Regions from separate parts of the Sus scrofa genome. Here region 2 is linked to region 1. The links are chromatin contacts, called in public HiChIP or PLAC-seq maps. All regions are on one chromosome and are shown on one strand. Each heading gives the region's core, a stretch centred on a gene start, on an enhancer-like site or on the middle of the called end of the contact. The rest is flanking DNA. Distances are from core to core; before and after follow the strand shown.

What was found. HiChIP or PLAC-seq counts read pairs in DNA pulled down with a chosen protein or histone mark.
Region 2: a contact with region 1 is called in an H3K27ac HiChIP or PLAC-seq map of alveolar macrophages. The contact joins the promoter of STRN3 here to the promoter of HECTD1 in region 1. A contact is called at or near these places in 1 of 5 promoter capture datasets (fetal liver), 1 of 47 Hi-C or Micro-C datasets (heart right ventricle) and 2 of 2 datasets of contacts at active chromatin or transcription factors (alveolar macrophages and skeletal muscle).

Annotation. Positions count from the first base shown.
Region 1 is chr7:68,316,795-68,319,494 of Sscrofa11.1, reverse strand. HECTD1 (E3 ubiquitin-protein ligase HECTD1) reads right to left here and starts at 1,328. Exons shown (of 41, transcript XM_021099884.1): 1 at 670-1,328. It overlaps LOC110261745, which reads left to right and starts at 350. Exons shown (of 3, transcript XM_021100055.1): 1 at 350-403; 2 at 461-1,792. The coding sequence starts at 350. The coding sequence ends at 1,582.
Region 2 is chr7:68,469,306-68,472,121 of Sscrofa11.1, reverse strand. STRN3 (striatin-3) reads right to left here and starts at 1,361. Exons shown (of 17, transcript XM_021099888.1): 1 at 732-1,361. The coding sequence starts at 1,013. It also overlaps a transcript of AP4S1 not described here.

The sequences.
Region 1 (2,700 bases), core at 79-2,578:
TTGGTTAAAAACAACAACAGCGAAGGAAAAGCAACCACAACAGGCAAGTCATTACAAAAGCTCGTAAGTGCCGTGAAGGAGAGACGGCTTTGGGTCCCCTGCAACCCAGGTGCAGGTGTATAAACCCAGCGGCAGGTTCCAGTGGGCACCCAACGGCGGCCGTCAGCAGGGGTGACCCAACACCCTAGGCCCACTCGACCCCGCGCCGAGAGGCGCAGGCACCGCGCTCCGGTTTCCTGGCACCAAACCCGGCTAAGTTAGCTACCTGTGTCGAAAAGGAGGGGGAAGTTTTGGAGGAGGAGCAGCAAGCCTCTCTACCCTAGAGGAGGCCACCGAGGCGGGCTCGGAGATGGGTCTCCCGGGAGCGGCGCCCGGAACTCCGAGGCCCGGGGAGATGTCCCTGGCCCCGCCGGGCGGCGAAACCTTCTCAAGGACAAGGGGAGGGGGGGGGCTGCCGTAGGTTCCGGCTTGGACAAGCCGGGTCCCGCCCCGGGCAGAGCCAAGGCTGGGAAACAAAGGGGCTAAGAGGGTAAGTCAACAGCAGTGCCGCCGACCTTACCAGGGGCCGGGGTCTCGCTCCCAGCCCGCCGCCGGGCATCCCTCATCCCGGCACCAGGGCCGTTCCGACCGCCCAGGGAGTCCCCGCCTCCCCTTCCCTCAAGCTCTTACCCGGGCCTGTCCTCCCAAACCACTCCGGTCCAGCTCCAAGCAGGCCGCGGGCAGAGCCAGGCCCGGCCGCGGCCCTAGAGTTCCCAGGAAGCCGCAGGCCGCGCAGGTCGAGCCGGGCAAGCGGCACAGGAAAAGCCGCTCCTCGTCCCTCCCCTTCCTCCGCGGGGACCTGGTGACGGGGAAGCGAGAGGTTCCCCAGACCAGCGGCAGCCAGCGCACGTCCCGTCCCCGGCACGCGGCTCCTCCGGCCTTACAGCTCAGAGGCCCGCGCGGTGCTGCCGGCGGCGGCGGCGGGGGAGGCCGCGTCCATCGCGATCCGGGAGGGGGAAGGGAGGAGGGTCGGGGGAGAGCCGGGCGGGGAAGCTGCGGAGGGCAGCCGTGCGGCGCGGAGGCGGAGCAAATGGGCTCTACTGACTGCGACCTCGCCGGCCGCCACGTGGGGCGCTGCAGGTGCCGGTCGGCCAGTGGCGCAAGGGGCGCCAGCCCTGGGTGCCAGGCGGCGGGACGCGTCGCCGCCTCTCTCTGGTCTCTCTCGCACTCCGGGCCTCGGTCTCCCTCGGCCTTGTCAGCTGTCGCTTTACTATCGTACGCCCTGCACCTTCACTATGCTATCAATCGGAGCGCGCTCCCACCACCCCGCACGCGCGGCTGCACGTACGCTCAGCGTGTTTTGCACGGTGTGTACACACTTGGCGCGCTCCTGCTGACGGCACTCAGGCTGCACGTCAAACCTGCGGCCCAGGCTGTCTTTGCCTGGCGTCCTACCAGGGCGACCGTACCCGGCCAAGAACTGGTCACCCCTCCTCGAGCACCGAAAAGTGTCGCGGGAGGAGAAGCGCCTCCCTTCGGTCCTAGGAGGCAAACCGCCCGCAGTTCGTTGGAAAGAAAATCTTTCACAACTCCGGGGAAGTAAATATTGTCGAGTGTTCTCTCCATTGTACGGATGAGAGAACTGAGGCTCCCAAAAGCGTGAATTCAGGCCCAATGGCGTCCCCAGTAAGCAGCAGCACTGCGAGTGTGCTTTTGATTTTTTCCTGTGGGTTTTGGTCGCAAGAATGTCTGTAATTATTCCCTTCGGACGTTCTGTTTCACAGGCGTTGAAAACAAAATATATTTGCTTATGGTACGTACATGGAGATATTTAGGATATAATTAATTGGAAATGTGACTATAGCTTCCTTTTTTTAAAATCAAGAAATTAATGCCTTGGTTTGTGAGATAGGTAAACCCATGCCCAGACACCCACTGTACTCTCACTTTTTCATCTTTTAAACAAACATGAATATTATATGATAGTATTTGAGAAGCGTTCTTTTAAGCAGTTAGATTGGGTTCACCATATGCTTGAAGAACTAGTATTTTGGAAATTACAGATTTGCACTGAAGATATCTATAAGTACTTGTCCGACTGTGGCAGGTAAGTGTCCCTAGGTCTCCTGTTAACAGATGAAACTCAGAGAAAAGAGTAGAACATTCCAACTATCTTGTCAGAACTACAACACATGAGAATAATTATTTGTGAGCTATGAATGTGACTTAAGAGCTGCAGGAAAATCTTTAAGGAGGAGGTGGGTTCCTCTTGGACCTTGAAGAGTGGGTAGAATGTGAACACCACAAGGGAGGAGAAAGAATACAAGCAAACCCTATGTTCTGAGACACAGGAAGGAGGACCAGCACCTCAAGCAAAAAACCAGCATTAAGCAATGATAGAGAAGATAAGAGCTAAAGTGAGAAGGGTCTTATGTGGGATCCAGAATTTAGGGTGAGGTAACATGTTCTGGACTAGAACATTGACTGAAAAAGTTCTGGGCCTTAGATGTATAGGGCCAGAGTGTCCAGAATGGCTAAAAACCTAGACAAGGAGACTAACTGGGAGATTGCTAAAGTCCCCCAGTAGTGGAGGGAGGGAGGAAGAGCCCAAAGGGCCTAGTTTTTGGCGTTAAGAATGAAGAAGAGGAGTTCCCGTCGTGGCGCATTGGTTAACGAATCCGACTAGGAACCATGAGGTTGCGGGTTCGGTCCCTGCCCTTG
Region 2 (2,816 bases), core at 112-2,611, 150 kb before region 1:
GGAGAAGGGGGAGCCCGGTGAAGGGTACTCCAAAAAGAAAAATTCAGCACAGAGAAGTGTTGATGAGTCAGTCACTAAGGAAGAAGTCAAAGGGAATCTAAGTGAGTAAGGCAGCATCCCAGGTAAGTAGACACTTAAAGTTGGCGGCAGGAAATGAAAACTTCACAGGTCAGCCGCAAGCCATTGTGCTCGGTGGCAGCTCTGGAAAGAAGCCTGGCTGTCAACTAGTAAGAGCTACCAACTCCGGGGGAGGGGGTCAGGCAAGTCAACTCGAAAAGAGGGGTGGTTCGGGAAAAGGTGGTAAAATGCCCATGCCAGTCCTTCTCCTCGGGTTCTCCATTTCACGAGGTACAAACGAGAGCAAGTTCAGTGCCCAGCAGCCCCACGCCAGGAACTTTCCCACAGAGAGGAACTCAGCCCCAAGACCCGGAGGCCCGGGCAGGCGGCCTCCGAAGGAGCCCCCGCGGACGCCATACTAACAGCCAAAATGGCTGCCCCAAGGAAGCCCGCACCGCGCAGCTAGAGAGGGCTGGGTAACAAGCTTGTGCGGTAAAAGGGGAGGGGGACTCTAGGAAGACCCGTCGCCAGGACCATCACCCATCCAGCCGCGCAGGTAGGTTCCTCTCGGCCTCCCTAGGCCTCGAGCTCCGAATGAGGGGAGTTCCGGCCCCACCCCCGGGCAGACAACCCCGCCGCCGCTGCTGTCCCGCACACCAACCCCAAGGAGGTACCTGCAGTTCGGCCCGCTCCACCTCCCAGTGCGCCCGTTCCATCTCGAACCGAGCCCACTCGTGCTGGATGTAGTGCAGGATCCCCGGGATAGTGTACTGCTGCGGCCGGGACAGCTCGGGGCCTGTCGCGGGACCGGCTCCCTCGGCGGCCGGAGGACCTCCGCTGCCCGCTGCTCCATTCCCCCCTGACGAAAGGCTCATGTTCCCCCCAGGTCCCTGCTGCTGCCGTGGAGGGGCCGCCATCCCCGGGCCGCCACCACCGCCTCCGGCGAGCTCGTCCATTGTGTGTGGGGCCCCGGCTGGGGCGCAGGGCGAGACGCCGACGGCTGGGGGAAGGGGCCGGGGAAGGTGGCCCCGCGCTGGTGGCGGGGCGGAGGCCGGCTGGAAGAGGGGCGGGGAGGGGGTTGTTGCTGTATGCCTGCCGTGGGTCAGAGCAGGGAGCTGCCGGCCGCCGCCATTACAGTCCCTCCTCCATCTGCCCGTCTCACTCACTCACTTTAGGGGAAGGGGGGGCCGCGGTGGGAGGGCGAGAGGGGGCAGGGTTGGGAAGGGGATAGACGTAGGGCCGCCGCTCCCGCGCAGCATGCCGGGTAGAGAACGCCACTGCTGCCGCTCGCCTGGTAGCCAAATAGAGTCCGGCCTCACCCTACGCAGGCGTACTGAGGAAGCAGGGTTGCCGTTAGAGGCGGGGAAGGAGCGCCAGCCCCGCCCTAGGCCCGCCCTCAGACCCGCTTCGGGTGTCTGGCTGCCCCCGCGGAGCCCGTGGGCTGTAGACTCCGACCTTTGGGGTCGAGTAGGTGTCGTCCTTTCTAGCAAGGGGTTTCCCTCGCTCAGTCAGCCCCCGCCGTTCCCACCCAAGGGTCTCGGCTGCGATTCTGCCTTCGAAGCTGAGTTTTAACCTGGCTGGTCGCTCTGGCCGGCCGCCGCCGGTCCTGAATTCCTGGCGTTTCTTTTGCATTCCTTGCGTGTTTCAGGCAGTCCCAGAGGATCGGGCCTCTTTCTCTGCCTGTCACTCGCTCTTTTTCTGGTTTCCTAACACCAGTCAGTTCCCTGGGCTTTGGGGACGTTCTCTTTTTGGCAAATAGCCCAGATCCTCCCGGACGTAGCGGCCGATTCCCTGTCTCTGGGCTTTGGACCGAATTCTGTGCTCCCTGTCGCACGTCGCAACTTGTTCCACTTTGCCTCCCTTCTTTATTATTCTGGGATGGAGTGTGTTTGGTGGGGGGGGGGGGGTTGGAAGGGAACAGGACCGATTGTTTTCATTTTTCTTTTGGGATAAGGGAACGTGAAAAACTTTAGATCTCGAAGCTAGGTGGAGGAAGAAAGAAAACTTTGAAGGAGAGTGGTTAAATTTGATGTTTTAGAAGTGAATAACTCAAAAATAATGTCATTCATAGCTGAATCTTTTGATGGAAATAGAAAATAAACACCCTGAAGACATCTTTTTTCCTTTTTTAAATTCCCCCCCCCACTTTTTTTTTGGCCCTGCCCATGGCATGTGGAAGTTCCCAGGCCAGGGGTGTACCCGCGCTGCAGTAACAGCCCTAGCTGCTGCAGTGATGATGCTGGATTCTTAACCTGCTGCTCCACAGGGGACCCTGAAGACATTGTAAAATCCTAAGTGAATGCCTAAGAATGTTTTCCTGGGTTGTTTTGAATGAATATAATGTATACAAAAAAGACAAGGTTAATCTTAAGTACCATAGTGTGTTTTCTTTTTAATGTGCTTAGTTGCCAAGGAACATCCTTAATGAACTGTTACGTTTCTAAAAGTTAATATAGCCAACAACCATTTGGTTAAAAAAGCCAAAAATAATATTTACCATTATGATAAGGAAAAAAGATTCATTAATTACAGCTAAGCAGGAAAATCACATATAGAATTGATTGCACTTAAATTTTTTTCTTCTCTACTACCAATAAAATTTTAACTGTGGAATATACAAGACCACTCAGGGTGTAGTTTCAAAGAGAAAGTAGTACGTCTTATTTTATCATGTCTGCTTTATTCTTATTATAGTTCAGTGGAGAGAGAATTGGACTTGCTACTCATTCTGCTTTGTTTTATTTATATAAGAAATGAAG